3 separate regions of the Sus scrofa genome follow, and all the other regions are linked to region 3. Evidence: chromatin contacts called from public HiChIP or PLAC-seq data. All regions are on one chromosome and are shown on one strand. Each heading gives the region's core, a stretch centred on a gene start, on an enhancer-like site or on the middle of the called end of the contact. The rest is flanking DNA. Distances are from core to core; before and after follow the strand shown.

Region 1 (3,717 bases), core at 434-2,933, 130 kb before region 3:
CTCACCAAGTCCCGTCCACTCGTCTTCCTACACACCTCCTATATGTTTCAACTTCTTTCCATTACCAGAGTCACAATTCCAATTTTGGCCGTCATCATCTCATGCTTGAATGTCTTCCTGTATTCACTCTTGCCCTTCTCCAAGAAATATCCTTTTTTATAACAATTTGTCACATCATTCTGCTACATAAAACCCTTCAACCGCTTCTCATCACTCTAAGCAAAAAAGTCTAAACTTAAAATGCCTTACAAGGCTCTCCTTGTTGGATGTGAGTAACTCTCCTGCCTCATTTCTTTTTGTTTTTTTTTTATTTTTTAATAATGATTTTTATTTTTTTCCATTATAGCTGACCTTACTTATTTCTTAACACTTTTCTTCTTGAACTCTGTATTACAGCCATACTGACCTTTCAGTTGTGAACTGCACTAATGCTATTCCCTTCCAGGTGCACTCCTTTCCCTCCTCCTGGCCCCACCCCATTCCTCACACCTGGCTCTTTCCTCCCTTCAAGTCTCCGCCTAAACCATTTTCTTAGGGTGATCACCCTAAACCCATTTATTTGATCCCTGTACTTGGTCTCTGAAAGTCTGTCTTCAATACTGTACATCCACTGTTAAGCAGAAAGTTTGGTACCAAGTATCTGTTGAAGAAATAGGGACTTATACAGAAATAACTATTTCATAACAGTGCCAGCTATAGAACACATATTAATAAGGAGAGAATAAACAAGTTTTCTAATACCCCACAGTTAAGAAGTGACAGAGCTAAGGGAGTTTCCATCAATGTTTTGTTTCTCTGTCCGCCTTACTCCAGCCTTCACTTAACTCATCCAACTTCCCCCAAACCAACAAGTTCTCTTTCTGTCCTACTTCGGGAGAAGGGTTTACTGAGTCCGAGACACACTCTATCACGTGCAACATTTTTTGACTCTGAAACGATTTCCGTCCCATCTATGCGGAGTGCCAAAAGTTGAAAGAAGCTACTGTGCACGGAGTCGAGGAACTCCAGTGCTTTGCTTCTATGAATTCATGATAATAACTCTTTGGACTCATCTCAGACAAGAAGAATGGCTCCGTGAACATTAAATTCCTCAGCAATAGGGCAGCAACTGCAATTCTTCTTCCATTCTGCCTCCTCCTAACAAGATGTGGAAGGCCCAAGAAGGAGCCTGGCTGTCTTCTACTTTGGGAGAAGGCAACCAAAACTGGGCGCTCAGCTGACTGGGGAACCACTCGCAGCTAACGAGAGGCGCCCAGCCTTCCATTCTCCACCCCTCACCATCGACATCTCCTCGGGCCGGTATCCCTATCCCCGCCTCGGGAGGCCGGCTGGGCGGAGCTTGGGACCTGCACCACGCGGAGCCCTGGGCAGTATCTGTGCCCAGGTCTCGCCAACCTGCCGATGACCCCCTTGGGCCCCCTTCCTGACTCGACCGCCGCCACCAACACTCTCTCCTACCTCGGAGTCGTCTCTGGGGCCAACACGGAAAAGGGAGAGATTTAGGGCTGAGCCCGCTACTCGGAGCAGGGAGGCGACACGCCAGGGGAGGCGACGGCCCGAGGCTGCACGTTCTAGCACAGGCCCCTCTCGTCGGAAACTTTCTCCACGACCGGCCCGGCCACGGCCGCCATGTTTCCGCCGCCGAAGCCGCGACGGTACGGAACGCCGCCGGGGTCAAGCCGCGCGACGCGCTTCCTCCCGGAGACCCGGCCCAGGCCCGGCCCCCTCCCCGCCCCCGCGGCGGACCCAGGGGCGCGGGACGCTGAGCGAACGCTTCTGGCCTTACCTACGGCGCCAGCTGAGCCGGTGTTCCGAGCCCTGGCGAGACCTGAATTCCGCGGGAAAGCGGGAGCTGGAAAACCGCAAACGATCTGGCCGACCGTGTCCATCAAGCATCTAGGCCGCCGCCTCGGGCTGGACCGAAACTGGGACAGGACGGGCGGGCTACTTGAGTACTGTAAATACTGCAGGAGGCGTTGCTGCTCTTTAATATGTATCGCATAATCTATGCCTTTGTGTCCGCGGTCTGGCTAAAGCTCAAGCTCCTTAGGCTCTCCTTCAGAGCCCTTCATGCCTCCTTTTCTTATTAAGACTCCCTTTAATACACCTCCCGGTCTTGACTTTTACCCACTCACTGGCCCCGCTTCCTGAGGGTCCTTCAGATGCCGGGGTGATTCTCATTTGTATCTAAAACCTACCGAATGAACGTCAGGGGATGTTTTTCGGAAGCAGCGTTTCACAGCAGCTGTGGAGCTGATGGTCTTGGGATTTGAAAGGCAGTTTCTCCGCTTTCTAAGGGCGACCAAAATTTCTCCATCTAAAAAATAGTAATGAAACCTTGCTTGCAAAGTTGTGAATATTTGGTGACACACTGTTGTTTTTTTTGTTTTTCTGGCATCATTAAAAAGTATGAATTCTCCCTCCCTCTCCGAGAAGCCCTTTCCTGCCTGCCAGCCGTCTGCCCCCACTATCATTTCCTACTATTTATAGCATTTAGGAGGTCAGTCTTTCTGAACTCCAGTCTCTGCATATGAAAATAGAATGCTAATACTGCCTTACAGAGTTGTGTAGGGATTAAATGAGATGATGAATGTAAAAATTGCCATATAACCTTTACATAGCTTAACCCCTTTGGCATAAAGCTCAAAATCTTTATACAAGTACAGACAAATTGCTGTGTCTTCTACTTCCTTTTTACCTTTAGCTTAACTTGACCTCTCGCCACATTTCCCCAACTCTGTGCACTCCAGCCTGTTTCAGTTTCTCCAGCTGCAGGACACGTCCAGTTTTGCTTACCATTAAGTTGGCCTAGCATAGTGCCTGACATATAGTTGGCACTTAAATCTTCATTTAAAAATAAAAAGCACAATAGGTCCCCAACAATCACTGGTTCTCTTCTTCCACTAATTTTCTATTAGTGTTGTCTATATTCTTATCCTATTTCCTCTAATATGAATTTTTTAATTTTTCAGTTAATAAATGTTGGGGGGTTGGGGTGGGCAGCACATTTATAGTGATAAAGCACTCTCAGATGCAGATTCCTCATATGCAAATGAAAAGTTTGTGTTTGAATCTCTCCAGACTCCCAACTCACAATTCAATCAGTACCCAACTCCCAAATCTGTAACTCTAGCTCTCTGGGGAATAGTGTCACATTTCCACCCCACCTGCTAGATGTTTCTACTTGAATATATTGTCATTCATTTCTAATTCAACTTGCCTTTAATGGACATTTATCTACTTATTTTCTGCATTCCACCACTTGGGAATTCTACACACGCACACACACACACACACACACACACACACACCCCACCTTAGGAGTCTAGTAGCTGAAACTGAAATGCCAAATACTTACTCAGTTAATCATGTGCACCAGCTGGCAGCTATTGACTCAAAAAAGCAGGCACGAAACTCCACTCCCTGAGTAACTGCTGGAGTGTAGCAAGGTAAGCTCCTGGGGCAGTAGTGAGAGTGGCTCTAGCAGAGGCATTCAGTATGAGTGGTCATTGATTCAAGATGCCTGTGCGTAGTGAGGGCAACCCCAGAGCTTTCTCCCATCAGTTCTGTTATCTGTTATTAGTTGTAGGCTTGGCCATGCAGGCCTAAGCCTCAAGCTCCAACAGTCTTTGAGCTACCGGATATTTTCTAATCAACTTATTTCCCATTTAAATCAGCCATAGCTATTTTCTGTTCCTTACCACAAAGACCCCTCAT
Region 2 (3,694 bases), core at 590-3,089, 160 kb after region 3:
TCAGTATCCCTGCCAGACGGGTTCCAATGGTCACTTTCTTATAACAGCACTGATATGCCAATCGAGGTGAGATATTTCTGCTCTTATTTCTGTCATGTAGTCTTTAATCTGTGGAGAGGTGCTGTGATGTAGTGTATGGAGTATCAGTCTTTTCCTTGCGAATTTTGGGCATTTGAGTAGTTATTCAATCTCTCTGAAACTTACTTTCCTTTTATAAAATGTATTGTGTGAGGGTTAAATGAAATGTTTCTAAAGTGACCAGAAAGTTGCCAGAGCTCTGTATTTATCAATTCCCCTTTACTTGTATTTCTATTCCCCTGGTTACTGGTTAAGAGTTAGATTTCTGGCATTAGACCCCTTGGTTACAATTCTGGCTTTGCTGCTTACTAACTGTATGGCAATAGACAAGTTAGTAAGCTTTTCTAAGACTCAGTTTATCCATCTATAAAACGGGGTGTGTATTATGAGGATTAAATGAGTTAATTTCTGGAATTATTGACTAGCATGTAGTAATCCCTCCTTAAATATTAACTATTGTTACTCTTTACTGTTAATCAAATCCATGAAATATGGGGTCTCCAGGCTGTAGCTTCTCTCCATTTTGAAAGTGCTGTTCAGCAGACAAACATGGTAAACAGAAAGTGTCTGTGGAACTCTTGGATACAGAGGCGATTTTAGGCTTCCTAGGCTGTGAGTTGGGAGACGACTAGAAAACACTTCCCTAGTATTGAGGCTGTTTGTTGCCTTGATGGGATTTTACTACTTAACTATTTCATACCCACTGGTGGTTATATTTATGTTTAAAACATATTCTCCATTCAGTTATTATCATAACAGTGATTCTTTATATTGGGTCCAAAGAGTTTTGAAAATAAGATTGAGAGGGTCTAGATATGAGTGAATAGCTCTAAGAAATCATTCAGCTGAAATGATCTCTAGGGAACCCCCAAGAAAACCCAAAAAACAAACTCTAATTCCTTTTTAATTCTCTTTTTGATTAGAGCAGCTAATCTATAACTCTGCGTTGCTTTTTCTATAAAGTGCGGCAAAAGAAAAGGCAGCATTAGAAGCTTTGCTAAAAGGGAATTATGATAATCGAACGTATGTTATCAGAGGAATGTATTATTCTTGATAGCTATGGGATAATTAATTGCAGAACTTGCATGATAGAGGAAATACTTTTTGTCTTACCCCTAAGAGATGGCATTCCACTCAGTGTTGAGCATAGTACCAAGATTTTAACCTTACCTCTTTGGCCTTCAGTAAGGTTCGCTGTTTGAAGAGGATAAACGTTATTCTTACAACCCCTACTTAGAACTCATTTGCTTATACTAATGGATGAAGGAGTCCTGTTTTGCCAAATAGCTTTGAAAGCTCCTTTTTTTTTTTTTTTTTTTTTTTTTTTCTATTTGAAGTTAGTCTTGTAAGTCAAGGGTCCTATAAATGGTTTTAATTAGTTTATAATCTATACTGTAGTTGGAAGTGTCAACCCAGGGTTTACTAGAATTAAGTGATGTAGAAGCAGATTTCTGGAATACAATGAATATAATAATCTCTCCACTCCTTTGATCTGAAGCTGCTTTTTTAATTTTTGATGTGCCTGCAAACCATCTTAATGAACTGTGATTTTCATGCTGTAACTCAGATGTTTTGTCTAGATCACTGACCAGGATGATGACTGCTATGTTGTACATGTATAGTCCCTCTTCTAAAAGAGGTGATCTTTTCTAAGCAGTGCTAGAGAGATGAGCAGCTTATTCTGTGTTGAGCATCTGCCAGCTACAAGTTCTGCCTCTCAGCATGTCTGGTAGCAACATGAACCACAACTCTTCTGAAGCAGTTCCACATTCCATTTCCCTCCTAAGCTGTCTGAATGCTTCTGCAGCCTTCTGCATGGTTCTTCTTTTGGCATTAAGTATCTAGTGTTATCAAATCCAGAATTTAGTCTTTCGGTTCAGGAGAATCTAAAATTACACCCTTCTTCACTGAAACAGAGATCACTGGTAGCCAGTGATACTCAGAGACAAAGAACATTATTTTAGACACTTATCTGAGTGGTAGAGGGCCAAACTTCCCAAGTCAGTTGTTTCAGAGAGGAACAAAGAAGTGGCTTCTGCTTATTTTTTAACTGGTGAAAGTGAGTCATTGGTAGGCCCTTCTGGGATCTGTCAGCAAAGACAGGATAGGCTGACATTAAGATTTTGTACTGACTGCTTTTGGTCAGGGAGTTCATAAAATCCAGACTTCTTCATTAGCAATTGAGCCAAGCCAAGTGAGTGGAGACATTTTATTGGAGTTTCACAATTTGAAAAGACCCACTCAGAGCTAGTCAGTGTTTCCTATCAATAATAGGACATTCATCCTTGAGACTGTTACATTAGAGCTAACTAATCATTAGGCTAATAGGTTGATAAGTTGGACTTTCCAGAACTATGTAGCTGCTAAGACTAAATACTCTGGTGCCAGTATTTTACAAACATGTATGGGGAAGCTTCAGAAGGTCATTTTTGACGTGATTCCAGATACCACCTAGAGGCCATTGCCGATGTAGCCTTGATTTCCACTGATGAACCTTAGTAAACCGTGGGGATCAATCACACACATAAGCCCATGGCTTCTAGGAAGCAGGAAACACATGCTCAGGCACTGATGTATTCAAATTTTACATTGCTGGGCTTCCAGGATGTGGCTAAGAATACTTGGATGGGACAAATTTTTAGTTTTGAAAAGTTGTGAAATTATCTTTTTTTCTAGTGCTCTATCCATGGTGATGGACTGATTAAAAACATTGGCTTAGGAGATGTCTTCAGTTGGCCCATTTCTGCCACTAACTCAGTGAATTTGTGCAAATTATCTATCTTCTCAAAACTAGAGTTTTCTCATCTGTAATGAGAAAATTGCCAATCTTTGTAGGATTCCCACAGTAGATTAAATGAAGTGATACATAAAATGCCCAATATGGTTAGTGCCTAGAACTCTCATAGATATGAGACTAGCTGATCGGCTAATATTTAAGTGCTATACAAGGAAATTTAAAGTCAGGATTATCTTGCCTCATGGGAGGGTGGAAAAATATTTCTCATAAAAAATTTTTTCTTAGAAGCCATGGTTTCATGCTACATGGGGTAAGACTGATTGATTGATATTTAACCAATGCTTAGATAGGGTCAGGAACTATTCCACACATTAAAAATGTAAATCTCTTTTTTTTCTTTAAAATAATCCTGTTACAGTGAGGAAACTGAGGCATTGTTAAGTAATTTGTCCATAACAAGTCAATGTTAGATTCATGATATGAACCCAGAAAGTCTAAGGTCTATACTCCTAATTATTGCATACATGCTTTCAGGTGGAGAATATACATAGTATCAAACCACATTTTAATTTTCTTTAAAATAAGATGCTCTAGTGTTGCTTAGGAAACCTAACCATGGTGAGTCACCGAGGAGTTGGTGTTTATGTACTTCTCTCCAGGTCCTGGTTTGATGAATGAATGAATACTAGTATTCACCTAATTTTGTCAATTGATTTTGACTTAGATTTGATACAGACAAAAAAAGTGTTTTTTAAAAACTAAGGTATGTCTGACTGAGGCTCAGAAGAGCACTTACTGATGGGCAAAGGCATGATATGTCAAAGAACGTAGATTGTGATGTGTTGGCAAACTCAACTATCATGAAATACTGAAGTCTGT
Region 3 (3,541 bases), core at 361-2,860:
ACAAATCTCAACATCTCAGTGTGCCCGGTAAGTCTCCTTCTATTGATACCTATTAAATAATAACTATAGGCTACCTTTGAGGGTGGCTAAAAAATCGAGGCTTGAGTTGCCAAGGGAAAAAAAACCTTGAATTTAAAGTTTGAAAAATGAATCACATAACTACACTCAGAACAAAAGACACTTAGCTTTAATCTTCTAGACTAAATGCAAAGTGTTTGTAATTCAAATGTAACCTGATTTTACCTGCCTGTTCCTTCACTCATAATTTTGCTTCTAATCCTAACTTAACTAAGTATAAGAGTAACACAAGAAGGCTCCCACTTTTCAGTCTTCTATTATTGCAATTAAACTAAAGCCAGTGCAAAAAAGAAAGTTATTCCTCATTTTGATCCTTAGAAGAAATATCTACTGAGCACATAAAAAATTTGAGAATTTTCACTGTCGATTTCCTATTAAAAAAAGCTCTGTAAAAAAAGCCTACATTTTAAAATACTAAGGATACCTGTAGATCCCAACTATAAACACTCCTCAGGCCCAACGAAAAGCTACTACAGCTTCTTCTTTTGCTCAAGATCTTCCATAAGAGAGGTCCCCAGCAATGGCAACCGGAATCTGTCCCCTTAGGAGAGTTAGTAGTTACACAGACCATTCGAAAATAAACAGTATTTCGAGCACCTGACCCAGATCTCTTCCTCTCCCACCTGAATAATAAGATCCAGAATTTGAAGAATGGGGGAGGGGGGCAAGGATGGAGCCCCTCCCCCTTTTAACAAGGTGAAGTCCAGTCAGCTAAAAGGCCTGCTGACTTGGCAGCCCTGGAAGCCAAAGCGAGGAAGCTCTTGCCCGGGCTAAACCCGCTGGAATGAGGTACTAGGTAGGGGGTCTGACGGGGCAGCAAATCAAACAGGCAGGTCAAATGCGAGGGAGTGCTTCTTTCAGTCCGTCTTTCTCGAATGGATTCTACCTGCCTTCGTGTTTCAGCTTCAGGTCTCTTGCAACAAGAGACCTCCACCTCCTGGGTGAGGGTCTATGTGTTGTATGTGTGGTGACAACAATCTCAGCACCCCAGCTGGGGACAGGGATGGGAGGAGGTGGGGACTCGGCTCCTCCAAAGGCCTGGAACGCTCCTGAAGGGCCCTCGAAGAAAAGGGGGCGGGAGGAGCGCGCCTGACGCCTACAGAGGACTCGACCAAGAAGGGGGCGTCCAGGCCTGGGTGAGCGGCCCTGGCAGGGGCTGACGTGCAGCTCCTTCAGGTTGTAATGGTGGCCTCGGGGGGGGGGGGAGGGGAGAGGTTGACAAGGGGCTGGGGGCGACGAGGCCGCCGCTTCCCCCCCGCTCAGCTCGCTGTTTACCTTCCCGGTACTTCTTGCGGAGCCGCCGGTGGACGCTCTTCACCACCCCGGAGAGCTTCTCCTGCTCCAGCTTCCGCTCTTGCTCCCGGGGCGGCGGGGTGCTTAGGGGCCCGGCCCCGTGCCCGCGAGCAGCGCTTCGGCCGCCGGCCCCCGGCTCCATATCGCTGCCGCCGCCGCCCCTCGGGCCCCCGCGGACGCCCGCCTGACGGAGGAGGTGGGGAAGGAGGAGGCAGCAGCGGAGGCAGCAGCGGGAGGAGGCAGCGGAGGCGGAGCGACGGCCTTGGAGGTGGACCCTTGCTCAAACACCCAAGCTGATTGGCGAACTCTGGAGGGCTGGGCGGAAACGGAAAAGGCCAAGGGCCAATGGACAGAGAGCGCTAGGGGCGCACCCGCTTGTTTGGGAAGGCGAGCAGCTGGAGGAGGCGGGGCTTGCAGGCTACGTTGTCGAGGCGGTGGCACTAGGCCAGACGCTTCTCTCCTTTCCCCGCCGCTCCTGGGATCCTGTGCGCAGGCGCTGTGGTGAAGCCACGGGAGACGCGCTGTGAGCCACGCGCTTGCGCGTCTGAGTTTGCTTAGGTTGGATTTTGTTCTCCCGCCCAGCTCTTTCACATTTTTCAGCCATTACCCTTCCTGCGAGTTATATTCTGGCATGATGTGATCAGGGTCCTCTACCTGAGCTCCCGCTGCACCTGGTCAGTTGTAGGTTCCCTTTAGCTGCATAGCGCTGAGAAGGGCTTTAGAAATGAAGGCAGCACTGGAATTTTGTACTTTAAGGAACCCAGGCATGGATGCTTTGTTAGGTGCAAGAAGAGGTCTAGCTAACAAGTACTGGTTTAATTCACGGGCCAGCAGTGGTTAATGCCTCTAGTTCCAGTGCTGAGCAAAAGACATAGAAATTGGAGAAAGGAGAGGGTCAAGAAAAACAATAGAAGATGGTGGAAAAGGGAGAATGGGTAGTTAAGAATCCACAACAGATGCACTCAAGAACTTTTATGGTGGTCCTCCCGGGTGTCAGAGAAAGACTGCTTTGGTCTAATTCGCAACAGAACTTGAAACAGTTTTATTTAAAGATGACCTGGATGACCTCCCACCCTTTAATTTGGTGGGTTAATCTATGCGGAGTGTGCCTAGGGGGTTTGGCAACTTGTTCTACCTCCTTAACTCCTGATTTCATGGGAAGCTTATGGGGAATGTGGTTACAAACTTCTGTCCCAGAAAGGTGGAAAGCTCTTTTCCAAAGAAAAGACTGCATTAGCTTGGAAAGTGGTACTTGGGCTGCTGGAGTGTCAGAGATTCAACCGGCTGAGAGCCCTTAATGAATTGTGCTAGGTTGTAGTTTTCAACTCTCCAGAGTTTATAACTCTCCAGAACATAGGGGGAATAACAGGGAGGAAGTAAAGGGAGAAATTGGTGAAATTTAAGATGGAAGATGTGTCCCTACCTGCCCAATGAAGAAGCAGATCAGACACAAATAAACTTCATAAGAACTAATTGTAATTATGAAGAGAAATTAAACGCACATGCCTAACAAGATGAAGATAGGAGATTTTATTTGGGAGGGGATTTCATTTGGAAAAAGGGGAATTTGATAAAGATACCTCTTTTGGTTCTTTCCGTATTTTAATATGAGGCAGACAGATATAATGGAATTTATAATACGGAAGATTTAAGATGGGAGTTATAATTATAGTAAAGAGAGCATTAAAATTTTGTTTGTACTCAACTGTAGTTAAAAATTGTTTCTTCTCCATACTACTACCAGCAAATGAACTTTTAAGTCCTTTTAAAAAGTAGAGATGTACACTGAAGGCCATCTGGGAAATACAGAAGGGTAAAGAGAGTAAAAGTGCTAAGAGAGTAGATCTTAAGTTTTCTCATCACCAAAAAGAAGTGATGACTATATAATGGGATGGAGGTGGTAGCTCATACCATGGTAGTAATCATTTTGCAATTTATAAGAGTATAAAGTCAATTGTACACCTTAAACTTACACAATGCTATGTGTCAATTGCATCTCAGTAAGGCAATTTACTTTACTGAGGGGGGAAAAGTAAACATTACCTGGAAACCCACCACTGAAAGATAAAAGCTGTTAATATTTTTTAATTCTCTTTTATATATACTTATCTCAAATGGGATATATCTTGATGGCTGTGTGGTTATCTATCATGAATAGCCCATGATTTTA

What was found. HiChIP or PLAC-seq counts read pairs in DNA pulled down with a chosen protein or histone mark.
Region 1: a contact with region 3 is called in an H3K27ac HiChIP or PLAC-seq map of alveolar macrophages. The contact joins the promoter of TMEM168 here to the promoter of BMT2 in region 3. A contact is called at or near these places in 2 of 5 promoter capture datasets (fetal liver and liver), 9 of 47 Hi-C or Micro-C datasets (alveolar macrophages, embryonic fibroblasts, heart right ventricle and 4 more) and 2 of 2 datasets of contacts at active chromatin or transcription factors (alveolar macrophages and skeletal muscle).
Region 2: an H3K27ac HiChIP or PLAC-seq map of alveolar macrophages shows a contact between it and region 3. The contact joins the enhancer-like site here to the promoter of BMT2 in region 3. A contact is called at or near these places in 2 of 5 promoter capture datasets (fetal liver and liver), 4 of 47 Hi-C or Micro-C datasets (heart right ventricle, liver and skeletal muscle) and 2 of 2 datasets of contacts at active chromatin or transcription factors (alveolar macrophages and skeletal muscle).

The regions. Positions count from the first base shown.
Region 1 is chr18:32,926,307-32,930,023 of Sscrofa11.1, reverse strand. TMEM168 (transmembrane protein 168) reads right to left here and starts at 1,683. Exons shown (of 5, transcript XM_003134765.6): 1 at 1,459-1,683.
Region 2 is chr18:32,637,601-32,641,294 of Sscrofa11.1, reverse strand. It overlaps LOC102164930 (a long non-coding RNA gene), which reads left to right. Exons shown (of 4, transcript XR_002340209.1): 2 at 1-66. Among named protein-coding and RNA genes, the nearest start is that of GPR85, 28 kb to the left of the region's middle. Within about 2 kb of position 1,839, at least 7 of the 83 cell types and tissues checked have an H3K27ac peak or open chromatin away from gene starts, as enhancers often do. A contact at or near this core is called in alveolar macrophages, where this site is marked.
Region 3 is chr18:32,796,347-32,799,887 of Sscrofa11.1, reverse strand. It overlaps BMT2 (probable methyltransferase BMT2 homolog), which reads right to left and starts at 1,610. Exons shown (of 5, transcript XM_021079235.1): 1 at 1,354-1,610. The coding sequence starts at 1,513.